Linked DNA regions of Rattus norvegicus: region 2 is linked to region 1. A link is a contact called in public Hi-C data. All regions are on one chromosome and are shown on one strand. The core of a region is the stretch at or near the end of the contact, and the rest is flanking DNA. Distances in the headings are between cores, read along the strand shown. Region 1 holds the start of Gdnf (glial cell derived neurotrophic factor). Region 2 has its middle 47 kb from the start of Gdnf.

Region 1 (3,594 bases), core at 609-3,108:
GGTAGCCCAGGAAGGGTCCTCAGCAGAGGACAAAGGCTGTTCTCTGAGACGTGAACAACTTGGACTCAGATGACTGGCCTAGGAATTGCACCTGATCTGAGGTCTGAGCATCTCCAAGGTGACCTGGCATCTACAAGGAGGCCTGATTAAGAAGTTCAGTGCAGCTCAAATGTTTTGTGAGTGCCTAGCAGCAGATACTTTCCCTAAAGAAGTTTAAACATGAGATCAACAGAGAGCTGTGCAGTTGGTAGCAGGAGCAGAAGCCAAAGAACACGGGGAGGAAATCAGGGAACAGAGAGCTGAATTGTCCAGGCGGCTAAGCCCCATTAGTAGAGACAGGCAGATGCCTGGTTTTTGAGGGGGCAGCTAGATAACCCCAGCCCAGAGCTGCATCCTGAATGACCTTCCAGTTCCTGGACTTCAATCCAGTTTTCGTGAGGCCTGGCTGAGTGGCCTTTCCGGAAGGCTTTTGGGTGACACGTGGCTGAGTGGTGGAGATTCCGGTCAGCCTTCCTTCCACAGTTAACTCAGTGGCATCTGTCCCTTGGAGCCCCTCACCTGGTCATCACAGTACTCAAGGTCTAGCACACAGCAAGACCTAAATAAATTCGGGCGTTTTTGTGGGCCTCTCTAGTAAAAAGCCTTAAAATGAGAAAAACAAATTTATGATTTTAAAAAACAACAACCCTGATTCAAGTCAGCTTCGGATTCCAAAATCATGCTGACCTGGAAATGGGTACATTAAGCTTTCCCCTCAGCTGGTTTCTAAGCCCCCGCACATTGCTACCATGCATCAAAGAAGGAAGCGCCCATCACTTTCTGCAGACATCGAGAAGCATCCTGCTTGCTGGCGAGGTGTTGTTTGGAAGAGTTGGTTTGCCCTCAGTGTAATCTCTCATTCACAGTGATGTTAGGAAGAACAATTTCACCGCCCACACCAACTTCGCTGACGAGCCTCCCAAGTGGCTGATCTTTGACTCTGGGTACTTGTAATAATATGTGATCTTCCCCCCACCTTACCCCTTTCTATTGTCTCAGCTTCTTCCAGAACACATACTCCCCAACAACCGGATGAGTCATAAAAGAAGAGGGGTGTAGATGTAAATTGAGCCTGTTTATGCTTTCACAGTCTCCAACTAATAAAATTAAGGAGATCCTACTAAATTCTGATCCGGTGGCTTCCTGTAAACAGGTTTCCCTTAGCAGAGACGTACCTTATTTAGCATCTATCAAAGAAAGAAAGAAATCCACGCCTATGTGGATGGATCGTATTTACAGTTCAGCCATATGCAGGGTGTGCAAGGACTTGTCCTCCTCTTGTCTTCTACAAAGAAGGCTCCTGGCTTCTGGTGTTCAGCTAACCAACAGAAGAAATGTAGAAAAGGTCTGGCCTCTCACATTTTCAGAGCTCTGGAAGGAAAGCTGAGTCCCGCTGGAAACTGCCCCCCAGTCCTGTCCTTGCTTAGGTTCCCCAAATACGTTTTAAAAACTCTGAACAAAGGCAGGTTTTGTCCTACCTCCCCTGACCCCTTCCTGATAAAGTGATCTTACGCCTCTGGAATTGTTGATTTTGAATGTATGTGCCTACCCCACGTCTGGTGTTCTGTTACAACAGCATGGAAATGGAGCCTAAGTCTGAGAAGCCGGCCAGCCTCAGAAGCCTTCTTCATTGCTTGCCATCTAATACATGATATGCAAAGCCTCTGACTTCAGCCAGCAGATATTTGGAGACCGTGTTGGCCCTAGCATGGGGACTAAACTAATGTGTGTTTAGGTCAGAAAGCGAATCAGAAAAGCCACTGGCGGGCACGTCACTCAGTGAGAGCTCTATAAATGCATCCCACTTGCAGCGTCCCCTGGCAAACACTCTGTTCTCCTCTCCTGGCTGTTCCGCGCTTCTTCTTGGTGCTGGGAAAACTTCGGCAGGCTGCTTGTCTTCTCGCCACTGCCTTCTGCCCTGCAGAAAACCGGGAGGGCACGACACTCGAGGAGGAAGGACAGCCTTCGAAGGGGACGAGGAAAGCCCCGAGGTAGCCTCCAGCAGACAGAGCGCCCTCCCTCGGAGCGCAGGACGCCGTCACCAAGTTGCGATTGCCCCCTTGGGCTGCTGTGAGCCGAGCTCCGCGCGCGTTCCTGTGGATCTACCCCGCTAGAAAGCGCGAGCCCCGAGGCGGTTCCTGCACCCCCGGGAGAGGCTCACGGAGTCACCCACTCGCACCCCGTACTGCGCCCCCGCAGCTCCGGTGCCTCTTCCCGGGATCTCCGTCCCTCCCCCACACTCAGGCCGCCGTTGCCGCCGGACCCCTCCCTTCCCCCTCCCGGTTCCGCGCCCCCCACTCCCCAATCCCGGCCCTCTGGCCCGGGCTCTCCACCACCAGCCTGCGCTCCTGGCGCCCTCATGTCTTCAAGGGACTGCCGGCGCGGTTTGACGTGGTGTCTCGTTCGGATCTCCAGGCAAGACTTCGGCATCCGCAGACAGGCCCGCCTCGTACTCGCAGCCACCGCGCCCCGAGGAGGTGCAGAGTGAGGCGACTGCCTCGGAGCCACCCGCAGCGCCCGGGCCCGGTGCTGCTCCAGCCCAGAGCGCCGCGCGCGCAGCCGTGCCACCCCTCAGCCAAGGCAGGGGAAGCTGCTCAGACTTAGTCTTCTTGGGATCCAAGAGGCCGGTGTGCGAGGTGTCGGCAGCCTTCGCCCTCCTCGCGGCGGCGGCGGCGGCGGCTGACACGGTGGCCGCCGCCTCCTGCGTGTCCTCGCTGCCCGGCGCGACCCCTGGATTGCGTGCTCTTGCTCCCGACCTCCTGGGCGGGGCCCCGCGCTCCTGCCCGCGGTCCGGATGGGTCTCCTGGATGGGATTCGGGCCACTTGGAGTTAATGTCCAACTGGGGGTCTACGGAGACCGGATCCGAGGTAAGAGGGGAAACGTGCTGGAGGGGACCGGGCGGGCGGCGGCTGTGTGGTCTGAAGCCAGAAGGGCGCGGCTGGACCCCAAGCGGGCGACTGAGTGTAAAGTAGGAAGGCAAGCGGGAGCTCAGGAGACAAGTTGAACCGGAGGGAGGCTAGCCTTGCGGAGGGTAGGTTGCCTTTTCCATGTGATCAAAAAATATACAGACAGAGCCCCTGGTGCCCTGGAACCCTGAAAAGCCAAAGAGGGTAATTCCCCTGCCTCGCTCGGTAGGGCGCTGCTCTGTACAGCCCTGAACCAACCGTGCGAGACTTGGCTTTCTACTAACCCACCGCCGCCAGCGTCTTTTCCAGAGTGCAACTGCAGCGTTATCATAGCTCGGAGTGTAGCTTACCGTTGAGCCTCTTTGGGTTTGTTCTGGGAGAAAGCTAAGCCCGGGGAAGGAGGGCTGCAAAGGTGCTGAGAACCTAAAAATAGAGGGCTCACCTCCTCTAGAGGGATTTTGCAAAGCGGCATTCCTCCCCTTCCCCGGCCTTTTGCTTGAACTTTGTTAATGCCCTTATGCGGGTCCAGATTAGGAAAATAGCTCCTTACAGCGCCTCGGCCTTAGGATTCTGTCCCGAAAGACTCTTAGGAACCCTCTAGGTCTCCGCCAGGCCCTCGAGGTGATTGTTTTAATTACCTCTTCCTCT
Region 2 (3,594 bases), core at 317-2,816, 47 kb after region 1:
ATCCCATTCAGGACTGAGAGCTCCAAACCTCTCACTCTATGCACACCGTCCAGTTGTGGGTCTATGCACACTGTCCATTGTGGGTCTATGCACACTGTCCATTGTGGGTCTATGCACACTGTCCATTGTGGGTCTATGCACACCGTCCAGTTGTGGGTCTCTGCACACCGTCCAGTTGTGGGTCTCTGCACACCGTCCAGTTGTGGGTCTATGCACACCGTCCAGTTGTGGGTCTATGCACACCGTCCAGTTGTGGGTCTATGCACACCGTCCAGTTGTGGGTCTATGCACACCGTCCAGTTGTGGGTCTCTGCATTAGTTTCCATCTCCTGCAAGAAGAACTTTCCATGTTGTGGGCTGAGTGAGGCATGGGTTCTATAGGCATAGCAATATGTCAGCTATTAGGATCATTCTAATATTATGATTTTTGGCAAAATAATAGTAATAAGTCAAAAACATATTTACATTTATTAAAAAAAACCCTTACATTGGAGATGTAGAAAATGAGACTCTAGATCAGTAAATTTGTCAAGATCACACGAAATTAGGCCAGAACTAAGTTTCTGAGTCCTGTTATAATCTACCCCAAACATGAGGACTAGTCGTGTAGAGCTAACCCAATTACAGGAGAATATGTGGTCACATAAAAGTCTTAAGTTTTTCCTGATCATCTAAAACATCCTTTGGGTAACCATGTGGGGTAGTGTAATAATCGGAACCCCTTTTACCCAGAACCAAGTGCCAGTAGGCACAGATACCTTATGTCCTTTATATAGACAGCAGGAGAGTGCAATAGAAATACGGTCACACTGACAGCCTGATAGTGTTCCAGATGAGGCCTGGTGCTCAAGGAATCAAAGGAATGGAAAATGTCAATGCGAGATTCCAGAGGACCACCTCACCCGACCCCCACACCCAGCCATCACTACAGCCAAACTCCATAACGTCTTCAATGAGAGACCATCACACAATACATTCTCCTATAGCCATTTTTAGATCGGGTCCCCAGGACATTTTTCCAGACAGCAAGATGGTGCTGGATGTCACTGCTGGCTCTAGAACACATCTCTGAGTCTCCATTTCTTCATGAATGAAATAATTCATTCTGACAACCTTGAGGAGGTGAAATGGCCATCCAAAGATAAAGTGAAAGCCAATGTCAAATGGTGTCTTATCTTAAAGAAGTACATATTTTACTCAATGTTACTGCTACCACACAGCACCCTCAAGAATTTAGAGAAAAAACTGCGTCATTCATAAAGCCAAGATCAAGAGGTTGCAATGGGCCAAGGCTGAAGAACTGCTTGGGTCTCCTCTCTCAGCTCAGTCACATCCCTGCCAAGTTCTGAGTAAATACGTCTCATACTTAGGCTCAGAATCAGAAAGGACATGAGCACTGCATGTTGTCTTGATTGTGCTTCTTGAGGAAGTGCCTATGACGCTCAGTTTCAGCATCATCCAGGTCTCAGGTTGAACTTATATAGCTGGGAATAGGACCCAGGGTTGAGCATTTCCAATCATTACTCACAAATGACTAGTGCAGCCAGAAGCTCCAGAACACAGCTCTGCTTGCATTGGCTCATCTCCCTGTGCTGACACACTCCTCTGAGGGACTGACCGAGTACAGTTTGTGTCTAAGAGCCTCCCTCCAGGCAATGATTTCTTTTTCCCAGCAGCTTGTAAGGTTCCTGCAAATCGTGAGAATGGACTATATTAAGAAGAGCATCGCTGATGGCATTTTGGGTTTCAAAAGGGGGAATGGTTCAACTCCTATTTCTTAAAGAATGACTGCTGGGACAAATGGCTGACTGAGAAGTTAGCAATGCAGCCATGACCACAGCTATGTGCCACCCGGACACTGCCCATGAGCATGACTTACACCCCAGTCACAACTTTGACTTTTGTGGGGTCTCTGGTCTGCATTCTTCTGAGACCAGATGACATTCCCTATATTTGAGATGTTTATGGACAACACCCACAAAATGCCACCTTGGGGCACAGAAGCTCTTGATCACAGAGTCAGCTTACCCGCACCTGCTCACTTAAGTCTCCTGGTAAGTCCCTGTGCCTTGGTTTCTTTAGAAGCAAAACAGAAACTCTGTGCTGCCCTGCCTCTGAGGAGAGTGTCCAGGATGAAGAGACAGGATTTGCAAAAAGCTGGGTGGCACAGAGGAGAAACCTCAGCCTTCACTCAGATGCCCTTGTGTGAATTGTGCTCTCTGGGATTTGGGTGAAATTCAAAATGGGCATGTTATACCACCTGCTGTGGCTCATATGCTGAGTCTTGCCAATACACTCAGGGGAGAGAACTGAAGAGGATCCAGCTGCTCCCTTCTCATCCCACACAAGCATTTCCGAACCTGGCCTCCTACCGTTCTGACCCTTCCATACGCTTAATTCAAGACCCCACATGCCCACTCATCTGGAGCCATCAGCCTAGGCCGGTTTCTTCTGTTTCCAATACTGAACAATCCAGAAGGAAGTTCAAGGGGCAGTACAGGGAGGTGACAACTTCATAATCACCACTGAGACATTCTGGATTTTCTTCTCTGCTGCTTCCGACAGTGTGCCCTTCCTCACTTCTAGACGTCCCTTTTTGGGGTGGGGTGTTTCCTTATTTTATCTCAATGGCTCCGCAGTAGCTCTGAGTGGGGAGGGGAATGGCTTAAAAAGCAAGCACAGGCAATTGCTTGAGAGAGTGGCCTTTGCTCAGAGCCCTGCAGAGTCTGAAGTCTTCACAAAGGTCTCAGGATAATTTGCATTCACCCATGTCTATTTTTAAAAGAACAATCTGAATGTTAAGTAGACTTCTCAGCCACGTGAAAAGACTCCAATATGACTAATTATGGCTGAGAAAGTTATCAGGATAAAACGAGGAGTTGGATTTCGGTTTCTCTGGTCTGCGTTTAAAAGACAAAGGACTGTCTCTACAAATCTTTCAAGGACCAAGAGAAGGCAAACTAAACCTCGAGAAAAATGAGGAGTTTGGTCCACAATTACAGGCAGGTTCATTTTAGTAAGGCTAAGTTGATATTACAGTGGAGAGACTTGGGTCTATTCTGCTGGCCCTTTACATAACCAAATTCCTGCTACTTGCTGCTCTGGCCTATGGTTAAATCTTTTTCTTAGATCGAATACCTCACTAGATTTTGACAACAACCTCCGTGAGCCCAGTATTTACAGTTTTATGGGAAGGTGTTACAGTCAACTTTTAAGGCTACTGTAGGAAACTGCCACAGAGGGGGTGGCTTCACTCCCAGAAACAACTGTTTTTGTCTGTTGTAGAGGTGGGCTAGAAGTCAAAAATGAAGGAGGTGGCAGGTCTGGTGTCTTCTGAGATATCCTTTCTCCTCAATGTGTCCTCACATGACCTCTACCATTCACGCATGCGTATCCATCTCTGTTGTCCTTTCTTGTGTCCAAATTTAATTTTTGCAGGGGAAGGCAGTAATTCCGAGGATTGAATCCAGGGCTTTAGTTTTACCATCCAAGTGCCCTACCTCTCAGCTATGTGTTCAACCGTGTGTGTGTGGGGGGGGGGGGGGAGACACACATACTAAGCTTCAACCTCATCGTTTATGGAAACTGATCAGA

What was found. A called contact is a pair of places that touch in the nucleus more often than the background predicts.
Region 2: a Hi-C map of the A7r5 cell line shows a contact between it and region 1, with 2.1 times the contacts expected there. The contact joins the enhancer-like site here to the promoter of Gdnf in region 1. A contact is called at or near these places in 3 of 12 Hi-C or Micro-C datasets (the A7r5 cell line, the Rat2 cell line and mammary epithelial cells).

What each region holds. Positions count from the first base shown.
Region 1 is chr2:58,619,469-58,623,062 of GRCr8, forward strand. It overlaps Gdnf (glial cell derived neurotrophic factor), which reads left to right and starts at 1,859. Exons shown (of 3, transcript NM_019139.2): 1 at 1,859-2,907. The coding sequence starts at 2,847.
Region 2 is chr2:58,666,930-58,670,523 of GRCr8, forward strand. No RefSeq gene overlaps it. Among named protein-coding and RNA genes, the nearest start is that of Gdnf, 47 kb to the left of the region's middle. Within about 2 kb of position 1,567, at least 10 of the 93 cell types and tissues checked have an H3K27ac peak or open chromatin away from gene starts, as enhancers often do. A contact at or near this core is called in the A7r5 cell line, where this site is marked.